Regions from separate parts of the Mus musculus genome. Here region 1 is linked to region 2. The links are chromatin contacts, called in public promoter capture Hi-C maps. All regions are on one chromosome and are shown on one strand. The core of a region is the stretch at or near the end of the contact, and the rest is flanking DNA. Distances in the headings are between cores, read along the strand shown. Region 1 overlaps Snx10 (sorting nexin 10). Region 2 holds the start of Nfe2l3 (nuclear factor, erythroid derived 2, like 3).

The links. Promoter capture Hi-C pulls out the DNA fragments that hold promoters and counts their contacts.
Region 1: a promoter capture Hi-C map of neural stem cells shows a contact between it and region 2. The contact joins the enhancer-like site here to the promoter of Nfe2l3 in region 2. A contact is called at or near these places in 3 of 39 promoter capture datasets (embryonic stem cells and neural stem cells), 2 of 484 Hi-C or Micro-C datasets (the G1E-ER4 cell line and pro-B cells), 1 of 115 datasets of contacts at active chromatin or transcription factors (pancreatic cancer cells) and 2 of 9 other capture datasets (adipose tissue and liver).

Annotation. Positions count from the first base shown.
Region 1 is chr6:51,579,315-51,582,632 of GRCm38.p6, forward strand. It overlaps Snx10 (sorting nexin 10), which reads left to right. Exons shown (of 7, transcript NM_001127349.1): 4 at 536-636; 5 at 988-1,086. Among named protein-coding and RNA genes, the nearest start is that of Snx10, 57 kb to the left of the region's middle. Within about 2 kb of position 1,632, at least 23 of the 459 cell types and tissues checked have an H3K27ac peak or open chromatin away from gene starts, as enhancers often do. A contact at or near this core is called in neural stem cells, where this site is marked.
Region 2 is chr6:51,430,830-51,434,315 of GRCm38.p6, forward strand. Nfe2l3 (nuclear factor, erythroid derived 2, like 3) reads left to right here and starts at 1,840. Exons shown (of 4, transcript NM_010903.2): 1 at 1,840-2,584. The coding sequence starts at 2,078.

The sequences.
Region 1 (3,318 bases), core at 382-2,881, 150 kb after region 2:
CTTTGTGAAGAGCTGCAGGAAGTCAGTGCTGATCCACGGACGCCTGGACGTGGGGTTAAAAATGCAGTGGATGCGCTGGAGCATTGTGCATTTTAGGGCTCGTGTGTGTTTCTCACGATGGGATCTCACTGTGTAATCCAGGCTGGATTTGAACTCAGTCCTCCTGCCTCCTGCCTGAGTCTGAGATGACAGGGTGGGCAAACATGCCCACTGGAGTTTTCCTTAGTGATCCATCCTTGGAAACAATGCTTGTCGTTAGGAGAGCACAGGCCTCCCTCCTTCAGGAGTCTGGTCAGGGGAGGGCCATGCCCACCCAGGGCTAACACTGCTCATTCCTGTCGTCATGGCTTCTTCTGGGACTGAGACTGATAAGCTACATGAAAGATTTTGCAGTGCACACATAAATGCACACATGTCTCATGGCTTGCACACTACTTAGAGTAGTGAGGGTAACATCATGAGATATAATATATATATATTAAGAAAGTGCTTTTTCCCCTTAGGTGAGGCTCATGTTTTTTCTGTTTCTATACAGACAAATAGCATGTGTTTTACAATGAAAACATCTTGTGTACGAAGAAGGTATAGAGAGTTCGTGTGGCTGAGGCAAAGACTCCAAAGCAACGCGTTGCTGGTGTAAGTGACTTAAAGTTTAAATTACCGGGAGCCATGAGTCTAGTTCTGCTGAAAGTTGATAGCGTTAAGATGCGTGAGGTAAGAACAGGGCACAGGCGTGCTTCCTTTGTGCCTTCTGCATCTGAATTTAATATCCATCTCTTAGCTTTACCAGCCTTTATGGATATTAATCACGAATGGCCCCCAGAAGTGTTTAAAGACAGATTCTCCTTTAAATTAATATCACACGACAATAATTAGGTGATAGCTGTGTGATGATTATTACCGTGCACAGCACGCATGCCTTCATGTTGAGCAATGTCTGTAGCTAAGTCACTGTGATTGGTGATCGACTTTTCTCTTTCTTATCAGACAATTACCAGAACTTCCGTCTAAAAACCTGTTTTTCAACATGAACAATCGCCAGCATGTCGACCAACGCCGCCAGGGCTTGGAAGATTTCCTCAGAAAGTAAGTAAGGGCCTGCACCAGGCAAGGGATGTGGACAGAGCGGGTCTGTGTGGGAGATGATAGCTCTGATTGCTGGCCACCGACATTTATAGCCTGTGTTAGAGCGCCATCTTGTGGCTGGCATCGAATGGTACAGATGTGAACAGCGCTTGCAAATAATGCATGTCTGAATCAGAATAAACACATGGTCTCTTAAGAGCACAGTAGATACAGCGCCAGCATACACATCTGAGGCAGGAGGATTTCTGTGAGTTTGAGGCCAGCCTAGGCGTTGCAGTAAGTTCTAGGCCATTCCTTGTCAAACAAATAAAACAAATAAATATCCCAAAACAATAACTAACCCAGGCAAACAGCAACCAAGGTAAAGCAGATGGCAAGTTACGCAGGAGTCTGGCTGACAAAAGTCTCCCAGGAGATAAGCGTGCCTTGTGTTTACAGGAAACACTTCTTTAAAACTAGCTTCAGATACAGCAGTTAGAACAGCCTGGACGACCCTTCTCTGACTGCATGGCTCAGTTCGTCCTTGCAGAGGGCCGTTTGTCAAGTGCGTGTGTCGTCTGAGTGGTCTCAGTAGGTTGACTCTGGTTTCTGCGATGGGGCACGCTTCCACCCTTCCCCGGGAGCTGCCTGGAGTCCAGGCCACCAGAACTTCCCGTTGTCTCACCCCCTCCCTAGAGGCCTGACACTCACGGATTTGCACACAGATGCTGAAGCTGGGCTGCTGGGGTTCAAATCCTGGGTCTGCCACTTAAGTAGCTGGGAGTCAGGCAAGCCTTTTCCTTTCTCTGGGCCTATGTTGTCCCATCTATAAAACAGGGACAATGATGGCCCTTCCCCCATAAGGGCCGAGACAGGTAAGCGGGCTGAGAGCTGCAGAGCACTTACATAGTGTCTGACAACCTGATTTCTGAGTGTTGGCAGTTATTATTATTTTAGTACTCAGGGCTGAAACAGCTGTGAGCTTGCTTTTCCATCTTGTAGACAAGGAGACAGGCGAGTACAAGTTAGAGGCAAGGCCCCAACTGTCCGTTCTTCTGGTGGCTTTGGGATCTGAAATTACCTCCTTTTGAGTTCACTAAGTAGGACCCCGAGCTGCTCTGAAGTAGCACGCTGCTTTTCCCACGTGGCTCGCTTATAAAGGGCCTGGGTACTAAGTGTGCACATGAATATTAATATCTGTTTCTATTAGATTGGCACGGTGCCTTTCCTTCCAGGAGGTCCCTAGGACACGCAGAAAGCTGGGAGCTGATGAACTGCGGACAGGGAGGACTGACACTGGAGTGACCCCTGTGAAAAGCCCAGAGGAGCTGTTAGATGAGCTGAGGCCTCTGAAAACATCACAGCAGGGTCCTTTGTCATGTCACAGGTGTGACAGAACAAAGCGCTGGTCCAGACTTTCATCATTTCTCCCTTAGGGACAACTGGGTTTATATTATTATTATTATATATTTATATATAAATAATATATATTTATATGTTTTAATAATATATTATTTTAAAAATATAATTATTTTTATTTCATGGACATTCATGTTTTGCCTGCATGCATGGCTGTGTGTGGGTGTCAGATCCCCTGAAACTGGAGTTATAGGCAGTTGTGAGCTGCCATGTGGGTGCTGGGAATTGAACCCAGGTCCTCTGGGGGGATCAGCCAGTGCTCTTAACCCTCGAGCCATCTCTCCCGCTCCTAGGGAGAACTCTGTTAACTGTCGTCTCTAAGGTGCCCAGTGGCGAATGGCTCTCCCTTGAGATGGAGCTCACGTTTGCAGAGCAGCCTCTATTCTGGAAGCTGCTCTATGGGAGCCACAGTGTGGCCTTGTGGCCCGAGCAGGATGGGGGAATCCCATAGGCCAGGCTAGCCCTGGGGCTGGGGGTAGGGGAGTAGTGGGTGGGCGCTGTTGGGCTATTGCAGGTTCAGGGACAGCAGGTGTCTGTGTTTATGTCACTAGGGAAATGCAGGCCACTGATCACTCCTCCGTGGCTGGCCTTTTTAAAGTGTCATGTCATCTAGACTGGCCTCAAACCTGTGTACCGGAGTCTGGTCCTGATTGCCTGCCCAGACTGGGATTACAGGTGTGCACCACCGTGCCCGGCTTCCAGGGTTTGCTCCCTGCAGTGCTTTTAAGCACTGAACTTTGACAGCACTGTGCCAGTATCTGCTCCCGTGGGGACTGAGCTGCTGCAGAGGTGTTTCTGTACTGGGTATTGTTTGAATGTGGCTTTGTCACATGT
Region 2 (3,486 bases), core at 590-3,089:
CATCTTACGCCCCTAACGAGCTCCAAGCTACTGAGCTCAGGCGTCCCATCTCATATTCTTCGCAATCTCCAACAGCACACGAGGGAGAAAATCAGTCTATAAAAAGCTGAATGTGGCAGACATTTACTGAGCCAAGATCATCCCAGTATCACCCCCATCCCCATAAACGCACCCTCATTCCCAATCACTCAAGACTTAAAGCAGAAACACCTTCTGCCTGGCATGGCAGTACACTTCTTGTCATTCTCATACTAGGGAGGCAGGGGGTTGGAACATATGAGTCCAGCCAGGAATACACATTGAGACATTGTCTCAGAAAACCAAGGACTGGATATGTCTGTAGCTCTGGGCAGTCTATCCCTAGCAACTCCTAAAAACAAAAATCTTTGCTTCTACTTTTGCTGGACAAGATTTGTCATACTAGATAGCCCCTGGGGAGAGAGAAAAGGAGGAAGGGAAAGAGGGAGGGAGGAAAGGAGAGAAGGAGGGAAGAAGAGAGAGGAATGGAAAGAGGGAGGGGAAAAGGGAGGGAGAGACCTCCAGGAAGAAAGAGAGGGAGGGAGGGAAAGAGAGAGAGAGGAAAGGAGAGAAGGAAGAAAGGAGAAAGGGAGGAAGGGAGAGAAGGAAGGGAAGGAGGAGAGAGGGAAGGAGGGAGGGAGGGAGAGGAAAGGAGGAAGAAGGGAGAGCATCTTACAAATTTTCTAAGTTGACAAACCCTAAGTGGGGCTAGGTTCCCCAGGGGGAACCAGGAGGGCTTGGTAAAATCTCCACTTGCAAAGCCCATGTTGGGTACTGTGTAGGTACAAAGGTGAGCCAAACAGGTTCCTGGCCCTCAAGAGTTTACAAGAGTCAAGTCATACTAACCCTCGGCCTCTGTAAACCACAAAGTAGAATAGGCCAAGTGCTGCAATGCTGGCAGCTGGGGAAAGCTCTGTGGGAGAACAGATGGGAGAGAGATTAATCCCATATGCTGAATATTCAGAGGATGGAGCTTTAGGGGGCTACCCCTTAGAAGATGAGGGGGCAACAACCCACAGATAATAGAGTACTTCCTGCCTGTGCTTGATGGTTTGCCCGAATCTCCGGAAAGACACATAAAGTGAAATTTTGCCTAAGTTCAACCTAGAAAGCAGTGTTGGGGCTGGTGGATTTGAACACACACAAGTCCTGTAGAGCTGGTATTCTCAGCCCTCAGGTATGAAGCAAAAATGCCATGAGAGAAGACTAACAATTTGCAAAGTATGTCTAGGGAATAGTGAAGACTCTGTAAAGGTGTAGATATGTGCATGTGTCTATATAATATTCTTTCACTGAAAAGGAGGCTTGGAATCTGTATCGATTCCTGACTTTCGTAGATTTCATCTGATCTCCCTGAATCCCTATTTGGGGTACTATTCTCCTTGTTTTGCCGACAAGGAAACAGAAACACTGATTATTAAGAAACCCTCGCTGTCTGGTGATGGGGGTGCAATCTGAATTTAGGGTCTACTCCTCTTACCCTCCGTGCTGGCCAGTAGTTGCCCACCTGTGACCACTTGTGCTTAGTGCTCAAAACTGGCTACTTTCTCCCTAGTTTAAACATCCTTGTCTCCTCCCAACTTCTCCAACTTTCCTCCACTCCCACCCATAGGTTTTTTCAGCTAGAGTGGTCCAGGTCACTACCACAGGGCTGCCAGGGGCATCTGGGAGCTTTAAATCTGCTTCCATTCCAAAATGCTTTGAAACTCCTCCTATAAAGAGGCCTGGAGCCCAGAACAGATATGAGTGTGTCCCAGGGGCTGTGCCTGCGGCTCGGGGCGGGGCGAAGTTTGAAGGGGGCGGGACTTAACTGTGGGCGTTGCCAGGCAATGGGGCGGGTTCTGAGAGCTGGGTGTTGCAGGTGTCTCCTCCGCCTCTCTGGGTCCCCGGCCGCGCCAGGCACTGTGTGGGCAGCCGAGGGAGCGCCTTTGTGCCTGGCTGGGGTGAGGCTGCAACGGCCCCTTGTACGCCCTGGTCCATTGTCTTTTCGGCTGGTGCCACAGGGGCGGCTGTAGTGCCAAGCCGGGTGGACACAGGCATCCCCGGCGCACCGTGGGAGATGAAGCTCCCGAAGCCTTGGTGGGCGGGCGGCGGCCTCCTGCAACTCACGATTCTGTTGAGCTTGGTAGGGCTCCGTGTGGACCTGGACCTCTTCCTGCCGCCGCCGGCCGCCGCACTTTGGGAAGAGCTGCTCCCACTCTGCCCCACCCGCCCCGCCTCGGCTTCTAACCCCTTCTCGGCTTCGGAAGGCTGGGAACGCACCCCCCTGCTACCTGCCAAAGGCCGGCTGCTGCACGAAGTGCGCGCGCTCGGGGTCCCCTTCATTCCCCGCACCCGCGTGGACGCGTGGCTAGTGCACAGCGTGGCGACTGGGAACGCAGACGGGGCCCACGGGCTGCTCGGCACCGCCGCCTCGTCGGCCGTGGGAGACGGCGGCCAGTCAGCATCCGCGGGCGGCGGGGACCCCCGAGCGGCTCATAGCAGCCCTCTGGCCGCTGAGGAAGAGGAGGAGAAGGCGGCCGAACCGACGGCGCAGGTGCCAGATGCAGGCGGATGCGGGAGCCAGGTAACCTAAAAAAACGCAAGCGAGAAGCACGTCTACGCCCTCCAGGGCAGAAAGAACTGGCCCCGAGCTCTAGGGTCCCGATGACTAGGCAGGGTCACACCCGGGCTCTCTTTTCTCCCTACTCTAGGTAGTTACAGGTTGCGGGACAAATGTGCCCCGCCTCCTTTTGAATGAAGAGGGTGAGTTCTGGGGATTTGCTTTTAGGGAAAGTGTATGAAATCCATTGCGTGCAGAGACCACCCTTCCTTGTGTTTGATGGCTGTGGAGGGTATTTTGGTAATGGGGAAGCTAGAGGGAATGGTGCTGTCTGGACGTGGCCTTTAATCGTACCCCGAATGCATTAAGATGCCTTGATGGGGAACCTGTACCGGAGTAGAGAATATGAAGGAGGCCTCAGCCCCTGAGAAGATGTGCATCTCTCTGAAGAACCACGCACCTAAGCCGAGACACGATCCTTGCCCTGAGTTTAAACGTTTGTGGATGTGTTGTTGTGCTCCTGGACTAAGTAGGCTCGGTGTTCAGTGCAGGTGGTCTCTCTGTGATCTACCATCCCACCCTTGCCTGAGAATACTCCCTAATGGGACGTGTGAAATCCATAATTGACATAAACATGACACGTAGTAAGTTCCCTTTGGTTGCCGGTGCTCCCCTGCAGCTGAACTTTTTGTTTCTAAACAGTTCTGCAAGATCTGTGGGCGAAAACCTCAGGAAAGACCTGGCAACTAAAGCGCTCCTGTCTCCCAGGGGGTGCGGGTGGGGGGGGGGGGGAACTGGCTCCCTTTTAGGCCCAGTGCTTGAGGTTAACTGATGTCAATCCACAAGTGTTTGTAGGAGGTTGTTTTTGTGAAAAGCAGTCTTGTGCAAAATGGGAATTGGAACTAAACTGGTTTGTTTGCGGCTGT